Linked DNA regions of Mus musculus: region 1 is linked to region 2. Evidence: chromatin contacts called from public Hi-C data. All regions are on one chromosome and are shown on one strand. The core of a region is the stretch at or near the end of the contact, and the rest is flanking DNA. Distances in the headings are between cores, read along the strand shown.

What was found. A called contact is a pair of places that touch in the nucleus more often than the background predicts.
Region 1: a contact with region 2 is called in a Hi-C map of cortical neurons, with 1.6 times the contacts expected there. The contact joins the promoter of Gnb5 here to the enhancer-like site in region 2. A contact is called at or near these places in 4 of 39 promoter capture datasets (the 3T3-L1 cell line, the C10 cell line, the SN4741 cell line and 1 more), 3 of 484 Hi-C or Micro-C datasets (the C10 cell line, cortical neurons and nephron progenitors) and 3 of 9 other capture datasets (adipose tissue, liver and pancreatic islet).

The regions. Positions count from the first base shown.
Region 1 is chr9:75,304,664-75,312,227 of GRCm38.p6, reverse strand. It overlaps Gnb5 (guanine nucleotide binding protein (G protein), beta 5), which reads right to left and starts at 5,940. Exons shown (of 13, transcript NM_010313.2): 1 at 5,855-5,940; 2 at 708-849. The coding sequence starts at 833. It overlaps Myo5c (myosin VC), which reads right to left. Exons shown (of 41, transcript NM_001081322.1): 41 at 6,777-7,564. It overlaps Gm19531 (a long non-coding RNA gene), which reads left to right. Exons shown (of 2, transcript XR_379632.4): 2 at 1,325-1,895.
Region 2 is chr9:75,191,537-75,198,432 of GRCm38.p6, reverse strand. Myo5a (myosin VA) reads right to left here. Exons shown (of 41, transcript NM_010864.2): 31 at 4,296-4,494; 32 at 2,233-2,307; 33 at 697-790. Among named protein-coding and RNA genes, the nearest start is that of Myo5c, 37 kb to the left of the region's middle. Within about 2 kb of position 1,857, at least 162 of the 459 cell types and tissues checked have an H3K27ac peak or open chromatin away from gene starts, as enhancers often do. A contact at or near this core is called in the SN4741 cell line, adipose tissue, cortical neurons and 1 more, where this site is marked.

The DNA.
Region 1 (7,564 bases), core at 4,691-7,190, 110 kb before region 2:
GCGGGGGCTCTAGTGAGCCATAGCTTTGCGTGCAGCCTGGTGGATCTTCTAAGGTAGGGACTGATTCCCAGGGCTGAATACATTTTTTGGTGATAATCTGAAGCCTGGGATAGAGAGCTTTGGCGAGGACAAGATTTGATATACTTTGAAAAAAGAAGTCAGGATTTCTGTTCAGATCCTGCCCTGCCCAGTGGGTGGGCTCAGGAGCTCTGGAGTTTAGTTTTGCTCTCTGCTTAGGCTGGGCAAGACCAGCCAGGCCACCCTACCAGCTAAGACAGGGAGCTTGAACAGGTCCCCTGGGAATGTTTGTCTACCAGAATTTCTTCTAGCTTGATGGCTCATTAGGTAGACTGGGAGGAGACAGATGCAAAAATCATTAGCCCCAGGAATAACGGCTTCTTAGGAGTGTTTTGGACGCCTTGCCATGACTTCACATGGCCCTTAGAGAGCCCCGAAGTACGAATCTGTTAGCATTTCTATCTCACCAGTGGGAAAATAGGCCTCTGGAAATTGGTGACAACTGGTGCCCCTACTGCCCAGGATAGCATGTAGTCCAGGATGCCAGGCAGACATCAGAGTCTTCCTAGAGCTTGGGAACTCATCCTACAAACCTACTCTATGTAACTTGTCGGCCACAGGCGTGCATTAGACATCACATTAAGGCAAGGAACTTAAAAGAACAAAACAAGATGAAAAGCAGAACTCACGATCTCTGCACACGTGGAGCAGTAGTTGAGTTGTTGAGATTTCTTGAAAACGGGTCTTAGGGCCCTTTGTTTGAAGCATTTGTCACATGAGCCGAACACATTAACCAGGAAGGTCTGATCGCACATCTTGGCTGAGATGAGGCTAAAGGACAGAAAAGAATGAACAGGGCGTGGAGAAAGACAGTGAGTGCTTCTGGAGACCGGAGCCTCCTTCTCTTCCTGCCTCCACACGTGGGCAGAGCTCACAGTGAGTGCTGACTTCTGTGCACGCAGTTCATTGCATCCACAAGGAAGCCTTAGACAGCTGGTACACATGGTTCACTGGCTGGGCAGCTTTGCCTACACCCTTACAAATCATGCTTTCAACGGATCCTTGGAGAGCCATAAAAAACATTACAATGCAGTTAATTTCTTAACATTACCTTTTATTTTTTCATTTATATACATTGTTATTGATGTGTATGTGCACACACTTTCATGAGCCACAGCATAAAGGATGGAGGTCAGAGAATGAGTTGGGGGAGCCAGGGAATAGATTTCAGGTTGTCAGGGGTCTTGATGGCAGGGGTCTTTGCCCACTAAACAATCTTGCCAGCCCTTTCTTATTTTTGATACAGGTTTCAGATAGCCCAGCCCAGGCCTCAAATTTGTGAAGCACCGGAGAGTATCCTGGAACATCTCGATCCTCCTTCCTCCAACTTCGGAGTGCTGAGGTTAAAGGCATGCACCACCATGCCTGGCTTATGCAGTGCTAAGAATGGAACGCAGGACTTTGTGCATGCTAGGCAAGCACTCTACCTACCCAGCTCCCTCCAGCCTGGAGAGCCATTATAAAACTTTCACAAATGTTCCTCCCTTTGGTGTAAAATTTTAGATTAAAGACAAGAGTTAGAAAAATGGGCCTGAGTCCAGCCAGAGGGGAAAGGCCATTTGTGTGGCATTGGCTTCCTACAAAGTACACATTTGTATCTGTTAAACCCACCAGCCGAACACCCAGGGCCCCAGCCTGTAGTTGTGTGCGCAGAATGGTTTAGGCCTGGGAGGATAGCAGTGTTGGGAAACAGCTTCACTGGGGGCTATAGACCTGGCTCCTGGTCGCCCAGGTCTTGGCCCGTTGGTGAGGTCAGTAGACGTGACTCCCCTGAAGCTTTGTTTGCTAATCTATCAAATAAATATCTTTAAACCGTGTAGGGTTGTCATGGGACTTATAAGAGACTGTGCATTAAGGGTACTCAAAGGTTGGAAATATAGCGAACCATTTAAAATCACGCTGCCCCGTGAATGGCAGCAATGGCTGGAGCAACAGCAGCCTTGGGAAGGAAGAGGACACAGCCAGAAGGGCTTATGGTCAGATAGACATGAAGGCTTGCTAAGACACTGCCATGGATGGCCTTGGACCGAGCATAGGGAAGAGGAGGAAGTGAGACTTGAAGGGATGATGACTGGGATATGGCCTAGGTTGTTTTCAGGATGGGATGTGGTAGCTTGGAGCTGGAGGACTGGGAGGTTAATAGGGAGCAGCCAGCTCTGTCCTGCTTATTTCATAGCTGCTCCAGAGAGCCCCACCTTTAGATTCAAGGAAATCACCCCTGAGCTGGACTGAGCAGGTCAGCAAAGGAGAATTTGAGAGAGGTGTGTTTGGGTGGAGGTGATGTTGGGAATACTTGGGGTGGGGGAGAGTGTCATGCAGACATCACCACAGGGCCAGAGAAGGAACTAGAAGCTGTGCAGTTGGGCAAAGGGTTGACTTGCATAATATCTGAAGATGAGGTGACAAGGAAGTAGAAGGGGACCCTTAGGGACACAAGGGATTGTATCCTGACTGACACAGAGGGCATGGCTGGAACCTCTTCACAGGGAGGCAGATAGTCATGTGAAAGCTGAGAGAACAGAGGAATTAAACAGTGGTTTCAGTCAGAGAGAAACCGAGTGTGGATTGCAGCATGCCTCACAGAGATATCATGTCGATTGCTAGGCTTGCATGAAGAGCGAGTTACAGCACAAAAGGTAACACTTGTTACCTCAGAGCTGGGGAGCCAGAGACAGGCAGATCTCTGGGACTCATTGGCTGGGCAGTGTAGTTGAAGACCAAAGAGAGGGAGATCCTATTTCAAAACAGGTAGATGGTATCTGAGGAAGGATGCATGAAGATGTCCACATATATGCATACACACATGTATTCATCAACACACATATGTACCCATAAACACACATACCTATGAATGCACGCATATGTACCTATGAACAAACACACATACACAGGCATCCATGAATACACACACACACACACACACACACAGAGACACACACACACACAGACACGAACTCATGAACACACACACATGTGCCCATGAACACATACATACACAGACCCCCATGAAAACACACACTCATTTACCTATGAACACACACATGTACCCATTAACACACACTCACATACTCATGAACACAAATGTTTCCATGAACACACATACACATGGGGATTCACACACACATGTTCCCATGAACACACAAGCACATACTCATGTTCACACACACGTGTTTCTATGAGCACACAAGCATATACTCATGAACACACACACAGAGGACATGGAAGAATGTGCTCAGCAGAGCTTGGAGAATGTCTCCTACTCGCCAGCCCTGCTGTGGCTGCTGCTAGTCCCAAGGTCAAGCTGAGACATCAGGTAATAGCATTAGGGAAGAACATCCCTCAAGTGCATCATGCTCGGATTTGTTCTCCCAGAAGTAGGTCAGGGAGAGCACTGCAGGGAGATGAACCAGAGGGAGAGATTAAGAGGAAGAGACTCTCAAGAACTGTAGTGAAGGCTGAGAGCGTCTCCAGGGACAAAGGTCACGAAGGAATAGGTGTGTGTGTGGTGGCAGGGGGCAGTTCATCAGAAATAAAGAAAAAGATCTTGAAAAATTGCTAACGTTCCAAGTTTGAATAGAGACAATACTGTTTTTCTTAGTCTAAATTCCAAGTCATAGACAGCGTTTATAATGTTCATTATAAATAACTGGAAACAGGACATGAAAATAACTGAGTGTGTGCCCTGTAACTGCAGGTCCTGGACCTGTTCACAAGTCATGGTCTCATGGAGTGTCTTCATTGGCATAACTAGTTTGAATAATTGGAATGTGGAAGGGCTGCAGAGATGGCTTAGTGGGTAAGTAGAGGTGCCTGCTGCCAGGGCTGACAACCTGAGTTTGATCCCCAGAACCTACAGGGTAGAAGGAGAGGACAGACTCCCAAGAACTGTCTTCTGTCCTCCACGTGTGTGGCATGCTCATGTCCACACAGATACATGCAGAGTCAAAAAATACATGCCAGAAACAATGTGAGGTGAGGCTGGACCCTGGGCTCAGTTCCCAGCACTGGCATAAAATGCAGAACAAAAGCAAAATGTCCCTGGCATTAAAAACACATCTGAGGGTTTGAAGTAGCATTGCTTTTAGGTAAACAAGGGAAACAATTCAATGCCCATCAAGGGAAGAGCAGGCAGAGAAAACATAGCATGTCCATGAAGCAGGCTTGTTATCTAGCAATAATGAAGACTTGGCCCTGATTCTCACTGCAAGATGATGCACACCAGAGACATCTTTGTGTCTAAAGACAAAATGTCCACATGGTACCATTACAGGAGTGTCCAGGGCATACAAGACAAGTGAGAGCTCATCCATGGGCGATGAGAAGGCAGCGAAGGGAGAATCAGAGATAGCTCCATGCCAATGGGATTTGGGGGTGGGGTGGGGGACGGGGTACCCTGAGTTAAATAACAGCAAAGACTGGCATGCACATCCTTGTGCATAGATGAAAAAAACATCCAAACATTTTAAATACTGAGTTTCATATTGTGGGCCTGATAGCTCAATGAATTTTTTAAAAAGTGGGCAAAAATATTTGTGTAGTGACTCTTCAAATGAGGCTATTCAGGCAAGTCCCATGCAGAAAGCTGCTACCCAGAATCATTGGTCAGAGTCAGAGGTTAAAACCACAATGTGACACAATTAGCTATACCCAAGAATTCCTAAAACTTATTATATTTAGAACATGTAGAGGTCAAAGGGCAAACATTTTTGGTAACCAGTTTTCTCATTTCACCATATGGGTTCTGAATATCAAACTCTGGTTCTTGGGTTTGGTGTCTTAGCTTGGCCTGCTGAGCCATCTTGCTGGTGAGGCTAGGATACCTAATTAAAAAAAAATTGATATACAGGGGCTGGAGAGATGACTCAGTAGTTAGAGCACTGGTTGCTTTTCCGAAGGACTCGAGTGCATATTGTGAGGTAGACAACTGCTGTAGCTCCTGCTCCAGGGGATCCAGCACCCTCTTCTGGTCTCCAGGCAACGACACTATTATACCTACCCCGCACCCCAACATGCACATAATTAAAAAAAGATCTAAGACAAAAACTTCTGATATACAAAGCATGGGTGAGGATGTAGCAGCTTTCATTGCCTACATCCGGTGTGGGTACAAAGTGGTTCAACTACTATAGAGAACTGACCAGAAACAAACATATATAAAGAATTGCTGTGTGTGTGTGTGTGTGTGTGTGTGTGTGTGTGTGTGTGTGTGTGACAGAGAGACAGAGAGACACAGAGAGAGAGAGACACAGAGAGAGAGAGAAACCCAGCAATACTACTCCTGAGGTCAATAGAAATACATATTTATTTTCTAAAAAAATCCTACCACTGTCATATCAGCTTTGTTCACAAATAGTCCCAGGCCGGACATTTTGCATGTTCACCAGAAATGGACTGGATTCAAGCAGCAGAATACAACAGACCGGGGCTGAGGCAGGAGCAGGTGGACGCCACAGACCCACTGTGGTCATCCATCTGCTCCATCAGCTGTACGCATGGGGTTTGATTGCAGCTGGGCCAATTCTGAAAACCAATGAAGCTATTTTAAAGATGTTTAATTTGTTTACTGATGCCAACACTAATCTGTTTTTAAAAAATCCCTTTATAGTTTTGAGATAAAGTCGCAAAGGTTGTAGAGAAATTAGAATTTACACAGACCAGAACATAAGCACCCCCCACTGTGCACCCACCACAGGATCCCCATGATCCCGGTCTGTAGGAATCCAGGCATTGATGCAAAATTGAGAGCACAAGTTCCCTGAGGTTAAAGAGTACATACCTTACAGAGCAATGAACACCTGGGGTGGCTGGCCAGAAACGAGGGAGGTTACTGCGGTGGTGTGAAGATTTGAGCCATTGGTCACCTAATCCCTTTTATCTGGACTTGCAGCTCAGGGCCTGCTCCTCCCCATCTGCACACGCATGCTCACTGCCGGCCTCTCACTACCTGCAAGCACACACTCGCTTCTAGAACACTCTGTCTCTCTACATGATTTGGACCCCTCATAACTCCCATGTACCCCTTCCTGGGCCCATTTCTTTGCTCTCTGCAGGAGACAGAATCTGATTTGACCTTATAAATCTGCCTCTACTCCATGGAACAAACCTGACATCCTTGTGCTGTGTGGTGAGAGCATCTCTCAGCGCTGGCCTTCCTTCCAACCTAGGCATGAGTGATTTAGGCCCCGAGTAAGGCCTTCTCCTTTCTCCTCTGTGTATCAACTTATTGCTATCCTCAAGTCTCCTGTCTCCAAACAAGGTCTCCTACACTCGAACCCTTGTCATCGCCATGGGATCTGGCCAATTCTATCCCACCACCTAGCATTACAGATAAAATGTAGAATACGATGGAGTCCAGCCCTCTAGGAACTTACAGGATGGCCAAGGTTACTGGTGCACGACCCAGGTAAATGCTATAAAGTGGGCATGAATTCAAGCCAGAAAACCAGAACCTTAGCATAGTGACTCCTCACAGGGTGAAGGAGGACTGGAGTGGACACGGAGCAGAAACTCAGCCAACCCCATCCTGCCAGGGGGCCAGGGGGCCCCAGACACAGTCAGCAGGGTTTCCATACCTCAGGTGACAGACTGTGACTTGTGGAATTCTAACACCTTTCTGTCTGACCCTCAAGGAGAGACACAGAGCTGTGCGGTGAGAAGGCATGTAATCTACAATGGTAGGAAAAAAATGGTGCATCCAATTTGCTCAATAATTTATTTTATTTAAGTATTATAAAGTTCTATTTTCAGCACTTGGGAACAGTTTGGAAAGCCATCATGTCAGTAGGATGACTACACGTTTAGTAGGTGGTACTGAACAATCAACCGGTCGCCCCAGAGAGGACCATTCTGTGGTGTCACAGCTACTGCCTGTGACCATCAGACTGGAGGGTGGTCAGGTTGCTAGGGGTGCACAGAGTGATGGGTCTCAGCTCTGGGTCAGGAGTGCTCATCAGAGGACTCAGTTCTCTGAAGGGAAGGAAAACAGTTTGAGGGAAGGAATAACTAGTTCTCACAAAACCTGGGAAAAGTGGATTTCTCAAAAGGAAGAGCTTCCCCATATCTTCTGTTGTTGTTTTTTTTTTTTTTTTTCGTGAAAAAAAATTTAAAAAGCATATTAGAACACTGATTAGAAAGAGGAAAAAAAAACTTAAGTTGCACACGTGTGCATGTGTGGTGCTGGGGCCAAACCCAGGGCCAACTGCTCTACCACTGAGTTCTGACCCCAGAGATAAATGTAGTTTTAAAAGAAATAGCTGTATTTAAAAATTAAATGAAAGATTATAATAACTATGTTGGCTAATAACAAGTTTTAAAAATTTCAGAAAAAAGATAAATGGCATAAAATAGATAAATAAAATGCTCTTATTTATTTATATTTATCTATTTATCTATCTATCTATCTATCTATCTATCTATCTATCTATCTATCTATCTATCTATCTCTGAGATGGGTTCTCACTCTGTAGTCAAGGCTGACACTGAACTC
Region 2 (6,896 bases), core at 608-3,107:
TGGATGATCAGACTAACTCACAGGACAACAGCAGTATGCTTCCATGGATTTTTTTCTCAAGGAGCATACCTTTTTTATATAGAAATGATTTTAAAAATCATGTTTCTTTATAATTATAATTCATATTTCCTGATTAATTTCTTTTTTTTTATTAGGTCGTGAGTTCTTTGAGGATACTCTACCACATTCCCTTTTGTAGCTCTAGTGGTAACAATTAGATTGTGTGTAGCAGGTATGTTGCTATTGCAGATGTGCCGCCCACATTAACTCATTCAGTTCTTAGAGACCATGTTTGAGAGGCACCATTATCATTCCCAGTGAGGATGTGGGAAAACTGAGGCATGGAGAGGCTCAGCACCACGCACATATTCTGAGCCTAGTAGGTAGGAGAGAGGCACAGGACTTGAATCAAGAAGCTGGCTCTAGAATCCTTGCTCTTAAGCACATGCTGTACTGACTAGGGCAGACTCTGGCATGTGTTAGCTGTTTGTTGAATGAATTTTCTCCCTTTGTAACTTACTGTTATGTTACTAGGAAAATTATTCCCATACATAGAAGAATTTTTCATTCCGCAGAGGTTAAGATTGTCAAAAGTAATTTTGATTATTTTCTCTAAAAACTCACCTGTAACTCTCTACCAGGTCACTAGCAATGGACATAAAATTTGACAAATGCTGTTAAAAAATGTTTAAGTACCTTCTAGTTCACCAATTTTTTTGGCAAAGACTTTCAGTTGTTTCTTCAGTTTCCGGACAGTTTTATCCTGCTTTTCAAGTTGTTCCATCAGATCCTAGGATCAAAATGAGAATTATGTCAGAAAGATGAGAACAGGCTCAGCACAGGCACAAAGGGCGCACAGATGGAATCACAGCAACACACTGTTAGTTTCACATAAAAGCTGCAGGTGGAGCCACCGCCTGGCTCAAACTGGCAGACAAAGGAGGTGCAGCTCCGGTGATGGCAAGGCTTTGACACTGCGGTGAGTGAAGGCAAGGCTGACACTGCAGTGAGCTCCTTACAGCTACAGCCTACAGCGTGATGGAAGCCTCCCAGCAGGCTCCTATGGAAACATCTCAGACTCACTGTCACTTGTGAGGGGGACTGGGCAAAGATGAGCTCTGATGAGTGCATACAAGGTCTGTGAGAGCTGAGGACAGCTGCACTTAGGAAAAGACTGACCCTCCGTGAGTAAAGCACAGCTATGCGTTACCTGTTCTAAACTCAGCCTTAACGCCTACGAAACATGAAGAAGTTGGGGAAACTAAAAGTAAGCTGAGCCAGGTGTTCTGGCATACACCATTAATTCAAGTACTCAGAAGGCAGTAGTGGGTGGATCTCTGTGAGTTCAAGGCCAGCCAGAGTTACATATAGAGACTGCCTTAAAAAAACAAGCCAAACAAAACCAAATCAAACAACAAAAAAGTAATAACAACAAAAGGATAAAGAACTTTCTGCTACATAGCATGAAGGTACATGACTATAACCCAAGTACCAGGAAGTCAGAGAGAATTCAAGGCCCGCCTGGGTTGTAGTGAAAGCTTGCCTCGGGGTGGGAGTGGGGTTCTGCTGGCATAAGACCCAAATGCCAGGTAATAAAAGATACCCACAAATCTTGCACAATATATATATTTAAAAAAAATGAAGTTTGAGTGCCTAATGTAAAATGTGAAAAAGAGAGAAAGAAAACCTGTGTTTTTAAATGGAAGGTAAGATACTGGCTTTATTTAGTAAAGAATTCTCTCCAAGGACAGGCAGTTAGATACTCAGGAAGAGGGAAGTGGGCATGACCAGACTAAGAAAGCTTCGAAAGGTCAGACATGAGTCAGTGGAGCTGGCTGGGGGTTGCCACTGAGTCTTAGAGAAGAACAGCATTTGATAATGCTGATTCATTCTCTAGCTTGCTCAGAACTGGGCTCAGACATCTGACTAGTGATTCTGAGGAAACAGCTGCTCACATTCCCAGTGCTGGGTTATGCTTCCTGAATTTGACTCTATCTTTGAAATCAATTGCTTCCATCACACTGTAAGCCTTGGGTTAACAACAAACCAAACACAGTGGACACGGGACACCAAAAGATAGCTGGCTAAAGATAGCTGTGGGGGGTGGGGGGAAGAGATTTTGTGAATATTTTTGAAGAGACCTCCTGGGCAGTGACAGACAGCAGTGTGCTCTTCAGTTAGAGAAGGCTAGAAGTAGCAGAGGACAACAGAAAAGCACTGTGTTTTACATACAATCATCCTTTTGTAAAGTGAAATCCGATAGGATTGATACTTCTTAGGGTCATCTGCATATAATTCCTCAAAATACTGAAAAAACAGGTACAATGGATATTTGTTTCTTGTGTCTTTGAGCAAGTGCTACCTCTCAGCAAAATTAACTTAAAAATACTTTAAAACACATGTAACGAAACTATATCTACTCACAGGTTCCAATTTGCCACCTGCTATTACCATGTATAGATGAGTCTCTATTTCACATGAACAGTGGAAATAGGTGATGGCCAGGATGTTGTCACTAGAACAGGGAACCATAGTGACCAGAGAAGGCTGACGTTTCAGTTCCCAGCATTTTACTGCTCCCTCACATGTGACTCTCTCAAGCTGCTGCTTGTCCAGTCACTATCAGAGCAGCAAGGGCAAGGAAGGCAATGACATAAAAAGGCAGGAAGGAGCACTGCTAGCACCCCGGTCCTGTTTGCAACTTGTGGAGCTGGTGAGAGGCAGCATGGGGAGACCTGTGAAGCCTGTGCACCTGAGGAGTAAGAAAGCCATTCCTATGTGTGCTGGTGTGTGTTCAGTGTGTGTGCGTGTGTGTTCATGTGCAGCAAAACTTCAGAAGCACTAAGCCCAGACGTGCTTACCTTAATATTCTGCTCAAGTGAATCCTAACAAATGTGTAATTAAAACTGAGAAAGAATATCCTTTCATACACTTGACTTTGATAATATTCTTCAAATTAGCAGTCAGTGTAACGAATGGCACAAGCAGATGATCTGCAAAGGATAGCCTAAAACAAACTAACCAGAGACTTCTATTTTGAGTGTAAGGTTTGTTCATTTCTGAGTTAGATACAAAATACTGATAGTACAGAAGAGTTATAAGGGTGAGCAACACTTGATTAACTTAGTGAACAAATTTAGAATCTGCCACCCAGAAACAAACCCATTTCACACACTGTCAGCATTTTAAGGCAATCACTCAGAAGCAAAGAATCTGTACACTGATCAGTCAGTATTATTCCACATATTTATCAATTAATCATCAACAGCATTGTTAGTCATATCAGCAAAGAGAGTAAAACATAACTTTTGAAGAACATTTTCTGACTCAGAAGCCGTCCCTATCAAGGTGCAGTTGCTCTGAAAGAGCACAGGCACCGTCCTTGCTCCTCCCCAACTCCTACCACGGAGCTTCATACACACAGTAGACTGGAAAGAAAACACTTTTTCCAATCTAGGTAAAATATGGGTGAACATATGGTGGTAGAGAACTATCTGTACTCTCAGTTATCACTAATGGAATTAGACCTTCAGAGAAATTCAGACACGTCTTACTGTGGATCTTAAAAGGTATTACTTTTTCATCTGTCACTAGAGAACAGATTTTATGCAAAAATGAATAATTATAATCTTTAACTGACTTTTATGCAATAAGTATATCTGTAAAATTTACATAGATGTAAATGTGATAAAGAAAAATATAGAAGATATTTTATTTTGGTTAAAAAAAATGGAAGGAATAAGAAAAAAGAAGGTCTTAGAGAGTCTGTGTGAGCATTCAGAATCTGGAAGGGGAACAGCAAAATCACCTTCCTCTTTACCATACAGGCTCTGCTTAAAACGAGAGAATGTGCCAAGTTCAATTCTAGTCCCTCTGCCCCGTTTTAGAAGCTCTGTATCCAGTGACAACACATAGCTCCTGCTTGACTCAACCAAGAATCTTCCCTGGCTTGTCGGCTAGACAGGCTGGAAGGCCTCCTCCCTGGATGCCTGAGATCAGAGGAAAATGGTCTGTAGCTGTGTCTCCCTGCCACTCAAAGCCTAGCAGGTAGTCAGGTTACTCTCTTCCGGAGACTCCAGGCCAGACCAGACACTCCATGTGAGGTCTGAGGGGCTCAACTGCTCAAGAGACTGCTATGAGAAATAGTCGGTACGATTTTATTATTTTGATTCATTTCTACCAACACATTCATATTTTCCTTTCTATTAGGGACAGCAGAGTATCTTTCCCAAAAAGAAAAGGCTGTGCTTTTTCTAAAAGAACATACAGCAGAGGGTCACTGCCCCTCTCCTTACCAGGTTTTCATTGGTCAGCCGGGTGATCTCATGCTGCAGGCTGGCCTCAATGCGGGCCTCAGGGGGCAGCTGCAGGTTCTGGGCCAGCAGCTGCTGTTGCCGGTTGTTTTCTTCCTTTAGGCTCTGGATCTCCCCACGGAGGGCCTCAGCCTCATTCTCATGGCTTCTTTTCTGTGACTGTAGCTGGGATTCTAAGAGCCTGTAGAGAGGCCACACAGTTTGTAGAGTAGTTGAGTTCACACTAATGGGTACAAAGCTACACACTCCTTTGAAAGAAACAGGAAAAGCAGATACTCTATACCATCTGTGCATCTCCTGACCCTAATAATGTCATGAAACTCAGATGCCAGTAATGGAAACTAACTTGTCCACATTTGTATCTTTTTGAATTGTATGAAGTTCTCTTTTAATTGGCATAGATAGTATCATTGCCAATAAACAAACAAACAAACAAACAGCTGCATTATGAAGAGCAAGATTATATACTCTCAATCTAATAAAATAGACCTTTAGAGACATAGTCATTGATTTCAGGCACAGGTTGAACCAGAATAATGTTTAATATTGCCCACTTATCTAAGGACAGAAAGCTGGCGCACTACTTGGAAACCCATAGATTTATCCAAATCCAGTTTAGTGGTTTTGTAATTCTTTTGTGTGTGTGTGTGTGTGTGTGTGTGTGTGTATGTGTGTGTGTGTGTGTGTGTGTGTGTGAATGTGAATGTATAGAGCTGTAATATCTCTCCCCAAGAAATTACATATCAGTAATGGAGTCCTAACAAGATATAAAGTTATAGTCAAGAATTAACTAACATGAAGAAAAAGGCATTTAGTCCCAATGTTATTTGTTACTAACTGCTGAATAAACTTACTGATGCCATTGTGAGCAAACTATAAATAGTGGACTAAACATTTTAGCTATTATTTATGAAGTTTCAAGACAGAGTCAACCAACAACACTGTGGTTAATGCCAATGGTTATGGTTAGAACAAAGCAGAAAAAGCAGAACCCAATTTAACAGTATAAAATCTTAAAATTGTAATCACTAAAATGAAAAATTTGATGGGATTTTTAAGATACAGACATTGTTAGGACTGATAAATAAGTTAGGGAGACACAGCTAATTCTATGTGGTTTTCCCTGGAAGTGAGCTGCTGAGCTCACGTGGTTATCCTGACTTCTTTGCTCCAAATCTCACCGTAACCAGAGAATGCTGAAGCAGTCACTTGCCACTGCTCTTGGGCAGCCTCACAACAACGAGAAAGTGGCCAAATCTATTATAGGAACGTGTATCCCAAATTGACATTTATTACTAATAAACTACTGTGCAGGTAGCAAGTGTCAGTGCCCATGCTCCAATAACTTGTGCTTCAGCTGGAAGACTGTCTTCCTCAAGCCCTAGAGAGACTCATAGCCTTTAGATAGCCACTGCTGACAGCACTGTGGATTACAAGAAGCAACTGTATTCACCTATAATCAATTTTAGCCTTAACACTATCTGTTAGTAGAGAAAAATTTAAAGAAGCTATTTGGCTGCAGATTCTAAGTTTTATTGAGACTTATTGTCTCAGGAGGATAATAAATGCACGAGACGCACAAAGTCAAAGTTGTGAGTCCATGTTAGTGAGAAAAGCAAGTTAATAACAGTCTATTTTGAGGTGACATATATAACCTGTTGGCTTGTTTTAACCCTTCATAAACCATCCAGAGCTCTCCATCCTCATTCAACTCCTGGTAATCCATAGTAGATGATCTTCCGTGTAAAGAAACACAATGCAAAACACAAAAGGACACAGGATGGAAATGAGATGATGGTGGTCAAGAAAAGCACACGATACTTCAGCATTTTACTAAGTGAAGAGGGCCATTTTTAGTAATTACAAATGACTTTACAACATTACCACAAAATTACTTTCATTAATTAAAAAAATGGGGGGGGGGGTTAAGCAGTTGTATCATAGACAAATGAAGGGTTTGGAGCTTTTCCTGAAGAGAAATAACTGGAAAACTGAGACACACATTCAATTTATAATGTTTTATGCGGCTAGCCAAATGACCTTATGTATTAAGGATTACATTGAGGCTAACCATAACACATGTATGATGTGAAAACTCCAGATGCCATATCTTCATGTGGCAATTTTCATAATCTATTTCAAACTATAATTTTCAGTTTTCTGGATAGAATTTATTTTAGCATAATAAAATCTGATTCACACTGGGTGGTGGTGGTGCACGCCTTTAATCCTAGCACTTGGGAGGCAGAGACAGGCAGATTTCTGACTTCAAGGCCATCCTGGTCTACAGAGTGAGTTCCAGGACAGCCAGGGCTACACAGGGAAAGCCTGTCTTGAAAAAACAAAACAAACAAACAAACAAAAAAATCTGATTCACATGTAAACTTTTATACAAATTATTATACAAATAACATAAGAACATATTCAAAGTTCTCAGCTTTTGACATGGTTTAAAATTTTTGGATAAAATTAAAGATCTTGATAAACTGTCTTTGTATTAGAGGTGGATCTGTTTTCTCTTACTAAAATACTATAGTATTTCAGAGTCCAGGTTCTTAATCTTGATATACTTTTTTGCTATGT